Regions from separate parts of the Zea mays genome. Here region 2 is linked to region 1. Evidence: chromatin contacts called from public Hi-C data. All regions are on one chromosome and are shown on one strand. The core of a region is the stretch at or near the end of the contact, and the rest is flanking DNA. Distances in the headings are between cores, read along the strand shown.

The links. Hi-C and Micro-C count contacts between places; a contact is called where the count stands out from the background.
Region 2: a Hi-C map of ear shows a contact between it and region 1, with 8 times the contacts expected there. The contact joins the promoter of LOC100280575 here to the promoter of LOC100276868 in region 1. A contact is called at or near these places in 18 of 25 Hi-C or Micro-C datasets (bundle sheath, ear, endosperm and 5 more) and 2 of 3 datasets of contacts at active chromatin or transcription factors (leaf and seedling).

Annotation. Positions count from the first base shown.
Region 1 is chr4:41,638,926-41,642,639 of Zm-B73-REFERENCE-NAM-5.0, reverse strand. It overlaps LOC100276868 (loricrin-related), which reads right to left and starts at 2,268. Exons shown (of 6, transcript NM_001150572.1): 1 at 2,035-2,268; 2 at 847-897; 3 at 607-637; 4 at 473-519; 5 at 356-383; 6 at 1-8. The coding sequence starts at 502. It overlaps LOC100274499 (GroES-like zinc-binding alcohol dehydrogenase family protein), which reads left to right and starts at 3,137. Exons shown (of 8, transcript NM_001148857.1): 1 at 3,137-3,441; 2 at 3,587-3,714. The coding sequence starts at 3,210.
Region 2 is chr4:41,854,819-41,858,626 of Zm-B73-REFERENCE-NAM-5.0, reverse strand. It overlaps LOC100280575, which reads left to right and starts at 1,901. Exons shown (of 3, transcript NM_001153494.1): 1 at 1,901-2,298; 2 at 2,438-2,614; 3 at 3,807-3,808. The coding sequence starts at 2,056.

The DNA of each region.
Region 1 (3,714 bases), core at 1,019-3,518:
GTTCCTGTCTGTTTTACAGGAAATTAGTATATTAGAAATGTATCAAACACAATACAATTGATATAAATATGAAACAAAACACCAAACAAAGGAAAAAAACTGATAGCAAAACACAACAAAGTAAAAGTAATTGGTTACACCAACATAACATATATTAGCTCCAGAATTCATGATAAAAGATATCTATCAACCAACAGTAGCACATGGAATGTGTCAGAAAATCAGCATCATCTGAATTCACCAGCTCAGTGGAACATAAAATATGTAACAGCATGTCTTCTTAAAATTCCAAAATAGAGATGCGTCCTTGCGAGATCACAAGCTATGGAAACATTGAGGCATGGGGCAGACATACCACCAAAAGAACCTTCTGCCATATGCATCTGAATTCAAAGAAAAGAACACAAAAAATTAGGACGATGTGATTGATCATATACCTATACATGTTACTCAAAGAACAGATTTAAGATACCTTTATACGAGACATATGGTCGTGCCCCATTATTGTTGTGTGTTTTTCTGCAGAAGTTTCCAGCATAAAGCTGTCAGATAATGAAACAGAGATACAATATCAGCAACAGTAGATATATGACTGATAGAAGATACCAGGATCCAAATAAGGCTCCCAAACATACACCTGAATGGAGTGTAAAAGGATATGTTAAAACAAACAAGCAGACAGTTTGATGATCAGGTAGTTTTGTGAAATAGCACAATTTGAGTGCTTGAGAATTGGGTTAAATTGGCCATGTTTAATCACTATGATTGGTTGCTCTAAGTGCAATACATATGAAGAAAGATAACTGTATTATTTGCATACCACAAATTTCAGTTTTATTGTTGTACCTATGAAAACTTTATCACCGCTAGCTAGCCTCTTTGTTCTTGGCTACTAGTCTGTAACATGAAAAAAAATCCATGTGAATGAGGTATCTGGTTATATTGCAAGCAATTAGAGATTCATTGCTACACTCCAGTCGGTTCCGATCATTACCAAAAGTTGGTGTCTGTATTGTTAGCTCCAAACCATTCTTCAACACATACTACATGAGAAATTAACAGTAGTTTCAGGTAGTATGCTACACACTACTACACAAGTGGGGAAACAACCACCCAGATTTATTGACAGCGACAAATGATGTGCAACGAAGAAACATCGGTCAGGATTGGATTCGGAAAGGTGGTGCTATCCTATATGTTGAGTTTGTGATCCAAATTTTGAAGAAGGCGGCCAAGTTGTCGAGCAAAGCGGAGGCCCGTCGCCGGAAGGCTTGGGCCGGGGCGTAGTTATCTCATTGTAAATCTCCTACGATCTGTAACCACCCGAAAATAGTGAGATTGTTGCTGGCCGGCGCTGTGGTTTTTTCCCATTCGCCTTGGAGGGGTTTTCCACGTTAAATCTGTGTATTTTCTGTGTTTGATCTACTTTGTGTCGTATTGATTCATAACAATATCAAAGAAGTTATCTTAAGGATTCATAACTCGTTCCTGTTTGACATGCTCTTACGGTTGCAAGATTAATTAATGCGTGGGCGGGCGGTGGCGGCGTGGCGCCTTAGTGCCAACCAAGAACAATAACTCAATAAATGTGTGGCACAATAGCCCCAGTGCATGTCAGGTTCAGTGCCAGCAGGACTGGTGTGGCCATGAACAAAGAACCTACAGTGGCTTTTAAGTGGGCAAACAAGTAGGCGAGCAACGGTCGAAAAAACATACGGCGAGCTAGCTACGTCGAGGAACCCCCGCGCACGAGCGACGATCGGCGCGGCTAATCCGCGCGCAGGCGCAGTAAAGCGGCATGTATGTAAGTACACTCGTAATTGTTGCAAAAAAAAATTTAAATAAAATAAAAAAGGCAAAGTTACCAGTAGGCATACATACAAATATATATGCTAGTACACAATACGCGGAGTATACATACAGGCTGCTGGCTAGATCGGATCCAGCTAGGGTTTAGGGGTGTCCGGTTACAGTCCCGCAAGGCATGGAAGGGAGCGAGGAGAGGGGAAGGGGTGGGGCGGCGGGCACACATACCCTGCTGCTGTATCCGGTGGGCGGTCGTCGCCGGCCAAGACCCACTCGGCAGCGGCGGTGGAGCGGCCGTCGCCACGAGGGAGAGGACCGCCGATGGGTCGGATACTCGGAGGAGGGGAATGCAGGGAGGGAATGCGGAAGCAATTTGGCACTAGTTTAGTGTGGGGAGGAGTATTTTTTTAGTAGAAAGAGGGGGGAGAGGAGAAGAAGAGTGGGCAAGGGCAGCTTCGGCTTGCCTTTGAGAAGTGCAAGTTGCAGAAAGAAAAAAAAACAATCCCTCGTCGGCTCGTCGCCATCGCGATTCGCAGTTCGCGATTTGGCTGGCGTTCGCCGTCACTGGATCTGGTGATGGGCCTTACTTTTTTCTGTCTCTTTTCCATTGCTTCACGAGGCTGACGCGAGCCGTTCGGCTTCGGCCTCGGTTGGAGCTCGGAGTGGGCCGGAATGCTGCAGCGCTCGATAGTTCTGGGCAGAAATCGGCGGCCCATGCACGCCGCGTAGTCGGTAGTCCCCACGCAAGGAAAAAAAAAGAAGATTATCTCCTTCAACTTGCTGATATAAATATATTGATACTAATTTCTACAGAACTAGTCCGGATTAAAAGAACTGATTTGGTTATAAACAGAAGATCACACCTTGCAGATATAAATATCTATACTAATTTCTACAGAACTAGTCCGGATTTAAAGAACTGGTGATTTGGTTGTAAGCAAAATATCACAGCGTTTGATGGATTGGAGTGTTCTGCTGCACATGGCTGGTATCAAGATTCTGATGCAGCAGCCGCTGCCGGCAGTCTTCGGTGTCTGCATTTGGAGGAGTGGTTGGTGATTTGTTCGGATTAGCAGCCACCGGACCGAGTCCGATGCATGTGAAGTCTAGGTAATCTTTTTTTTTATCAAGGGGTTATTATTCATGTGCAGTGCAGCAGAATTGGATTGGATGGTCGGCTGCGGTAATCCTTATCCATGTCAAAGGCTGCTATGGAGCTAGGTATGATCACCACTTCACCATATCAGTCAAGGAGCCCATCCAAATCCAAACGACGCTGGGTGTTAAAATAAGTAAGTGTGCCGGGGGCAGTTGCTTCTGAGAGTCTGCACGGAAGCTTTGCTTCGGTTGACTGCACTGCACTGCACCTGCTGCCTGCTGCCGAGTTCAGTTGGTCCAGGGCCATGGCCATGTCCTCGTCGCGCGCCCTCCTCCGCCGGATCGGGGGGGCTCTCCGCCGCCGCTCCTTCTCCGACGCCGCGGCCGGCCCCGACTCCGCCGCCGTAGGGTACCACGTCGCGGGCGGGCCCAGCTACATGCGCGGCGCCGTGTTCTGGGAGCCCGGGCGCCCGCTCACGCTGGAGGAGTTCCACATGCCGCGACCCAAGGCCGGCGAGCTCCTCATCAAGACCAAAGGTCCCGCCTTTCCCGATGCTTCTCCATTCGAGTGCGGGAGTGGCAGACTGGATTCCCTGGGGGGGATTCGTTTCGACGGACTGATCTGATGACTCCTCCCAGCACCCTCGTCTGACAAGGTGTTGTTCGCCGACTTGGTGTGCAGCCTGCGGGGTGTGCCACTCCGACCTCCACGTCCTGAAAGGCGAGCTCCCTTTCTCCAGCCCCTGCGTCGTGGGCCACGAGATCACCGGCGAGGTCGTCGACCATGGCACGCACACCCCCGCGGAGATC
Region 2 (3,808 bases), core at 652-3,151, 220 kb before region 1:
CTCGTGTGCGACATGCTGGGGCAGGAGGACGTCCTCGTCGAGGTGTCCAAGGCGTTCGGGTCCAAGATCTACGTCGACAGGGAGAAGAACTCCGATTGCCACCAGAGGCTGGCGCACGTCGCGCCGGAGATCCTCGCCGCCGACGACGCCGCGCCCTCCACCCGCTTCCACGTCCTGCCGTTCCCGCGGCTGTCGGAGCGGGCCACGGAGATCCTCGCGCAGGCGCGCGCCGCGCGCCAGCCGGAGCCCCTCATCATCAGGCCCTCCTCGCAGTGGTACGCGTACTACGACCCACCGCCACCGGAGGAGGCGTCGACGCAGCAGCAGCAGAAACCGGTGCTGACGGAGGCGATGCGCGACGAGTTCGGGGTCTGGCACGTCTGCTTGTCGATGCACTCCTCCCGGGAGGAGTTGGAGCAGGCGCTGGGGATCCTCAAGCCCAAATGGGTCGTCTCCACCACGCCGCCGTGCATGGCGGTGGACCTCAGCTATGTGAGGAAGCACTGCTCCCTGTCCCGGTTCGGACCTGACGATCCCATCTGGAAGTTGCTCGGGATATCTGATGGAATGTCTACCGTTACCAGCTCGGCCCAGGCAGTGCTGCTGACAGTAGAAGCCGTCGAGAAGCGCGAGGAAGTGTTCAGCGCTTGTGCTCCCTCTGATGATATCAGCCAAGCACCGGAGGAGGGTGCAGAAGCAGCAGTGGTTGATTTCGAGGTCAGAGTCGAGCCACCTGTCACGCTTTTCGGAAGCGCAAGGTTCGGATTACCACAACACGAACCTGAACTGTGGAACTATGAGTATGAGAGTGCCGAGATCATTGGTGACGATGAGCTTGAAGCCAAGGATTCTGCAACTGAGCTTGAGTTTTGTAGACATAGTAAGCCTATTCAAGTGGTTGGGTTAACTGAAGCTGCAACAAGGGAGCACAATCCGATCTGTGATGAATCTGAGCTGCTGAACGACATCAAATCTGATGACGGAGTAGAAGTAGTTGATCTAACTGAAGGTGGAAAGAAAGGTGTAGAGACTGAACATGACAGAGGGAACACAGCGGCTGAACTGGGGGCGCAAGAACAAAACCTGAATGCTCGTGCTCGTTTGACGGCGGGAGTTTGCAGGCATAAGATGACTACTGACGAAGGTACGGAAGCGACTGAAGGGATGGTCTCAGCTGCGCATGTTCTAGAGGATGGCACCACCGCTACACCAGGAACTGGGAGGAGCACTGATCATCAGTACTCTGAAAGGGCGAGCGATTCTTCAACCGTTGTCGGATCATCGAAGGGCCTCAACGCGAGCCTGAGGAGGCTGTACAGGTCGATGAACGTGCCGGTGCCGCGCCCCCTGCCATCGCTTGTCCAGCTGATGGCGGCTTCCAAGCGGCCCAGAGTCTCTCAAACTGCGCAGCTGTAGGTTCAGTCTTTTGCTGCTGCAAAATGAAATTGTTGCGAGTTTGTGCACTGTGGCCTGGCAACGGATTCGTATTGATTTGTTATGTGAAGAGGCAGATCAGGGATCTCAATCGTTTTGAACGTGTTATTTTCCATCGTTTTCCTTTTTTGTTCATGTTGAATCTATGCTGCTTGCCATTTCTCTATTAAAATAAAATCAGATGGAAAACCTTAGCATCAATCGACAAGTCTAAAAGCTTGCAGTAGAGTAGGGCTATTTGAAATCTTTTTGAGTATCAACTTTGTGGCACCTGATAAAAGAAACTCAAGTGACATTCAGAGACGAGAGAGAGAGCCTGGATTTCCTTCAGCTCCAGGATGAACCAGGGGGCAAATTGCAAAGTCTTGGACTGGGATAATAGTCGCAATCCCAACTTTGGGTATATTCGCAAACTGTCTCCTCCGTTAGGTCAAGAGACGTACGGCCCAGATTGATGGATATTTGCAGATTACTCTACACGAGTCACGATAGGAGGAAGACTGGAAGAGGAGGCGAGCACGTTTGCGGTGCCCACCCTCACCGTCCACTCCAGAACCCCAAATCCAGTTCCGTTCCAATCGCCGAGAAGGGCAGCAAAGGGGAGAAAAAAAAAGGAAATCTATGGCGGCGGCCGGCGGCGAGAACAGCGGCGCTGGCGAGGGCGAGGGCGAGTTCTACCTGCGCTACTACGTGGGACACAAGGGCAAGTTCGGGCACGAGTTCCTCGAGTTCGAGTTCCGCCCCGACGGCAAGCTCCGCTACGCCAACAACTCCAACTACAAGAACGACACCATGATCCGCAAGGAGGTCTTCGTCTCGCCCTCCGTCCTCCGCGAGGCCAGGAGGATCATCCAGGAGTCCGACGTATGCGCGCTCCCATTTTCTTTTCTTCACTGTGTTCTCGGTCTCTACCGAAAACCTAGCTAGGTTTTGCCGCTGAAGAGCCGGTTTCATTTTGTCTGTTTGATTGGTTTGTCGGTTGACCCCCCTACCCCGGTCGCAGATCATGAAGGAGGACGACAGCAACTGGCCCGAGCCCGACCGCATCGGCCGCCAGGAGCTCGAGATCGTCATGGGCAACGAGCACATTTCATTCACCACTTCCAAGATCGGCTCCCTCGTCGATGTCCAGTCCAGCAAGGACCCGGAGGGCCTCCGGATCTTCTACTACCTTGTCCAGGTTCCCCCTCAACCATGACAAATACAGATATTGTTTGTTTCCTGTGGCCCTCCAGAATTTTCATGGTTCTAAGCTCTACCTGACAATGTATTAATAACAAGCACATGATCAGTATGATAGATATTTTTTCCGTGTCTGATAACTTGACGCTAGCACTAAATACCTTGCTTGTGTGCTTGTGACTTGTGGGGACACCTGGATTCTCAAATTCAGGACAACAAGGAACAAAAATTGGCTTCTGACTTGTGACAAAGGAGGACAAGCAACTGAGAATATGCTTGTTCGTTCCGTTGTGCAGTTTATACTACCGGTAGCTTTCAGAACTATTGTTTGTGACCTTGATGTTAGATTGTACCTTAGCCAGACATTGGTTCATATTCACCAGACTTGGGATCCTTCTGATGGTTCCATCATCTTTTTTTTTTTTGTGCTGATCAGTTCTTATGCTGAACTTATGCGCAGCAGAGAAATAATGGTTAAATTGAATTGATTAGCTGCTGAGGCTAGTTGATGATAGTAGGCATCATTATTTTATACCTGTGGGCACCAGAGGAATATCAAGTTTAATAATTTTAGATGAACAAGTTTCTTTGGAGGAGAAAGATGTTCCTTAGCTGTTCTAGGATAATTGATTTTATATGAAACTGAAAATTACTGTACAATATAAATGCTCAACAAGAAAAGAGTCACCTCTCTTAGGCAAACTGTTTCTTGTCAACATTTAATTCCATACAACCCATTGTTTTGTGCTCATTAAATCTGACAAAAAAGATCTTTGTTATGTGAACTTGTGAAGACACATTAGCATTTCCCTTTTAAAGCTTCCTTCTGGGGTTTAGCAGTAAAATGTGTCATTTTTTCTTTCTAAAAGGATCTTGCTTTTCTAGGTTTTTTGTACATGTCATACTCAATGGTTCAGAAACTGTTGTATCTATACTGTCATGTTTTTTTAGGAACAATACTATATGTGTCATATACATGCTCTTCATCAACATAATCTGAATAATATCCCACAATCATATAAATGTGATTATGCGAACATGTTCTTAACCCTATGTTGGGCTAGCTTAGTGAATCATGTTGATGTTTGGCTTCCCCTACATCGTAAGGTGGAAAAAAACTCGTACTTCTGTCGTGCACAGGACATGGCACTGTAAATGAGATGCACTCCTGACGTCCACACTTAATGCAGGA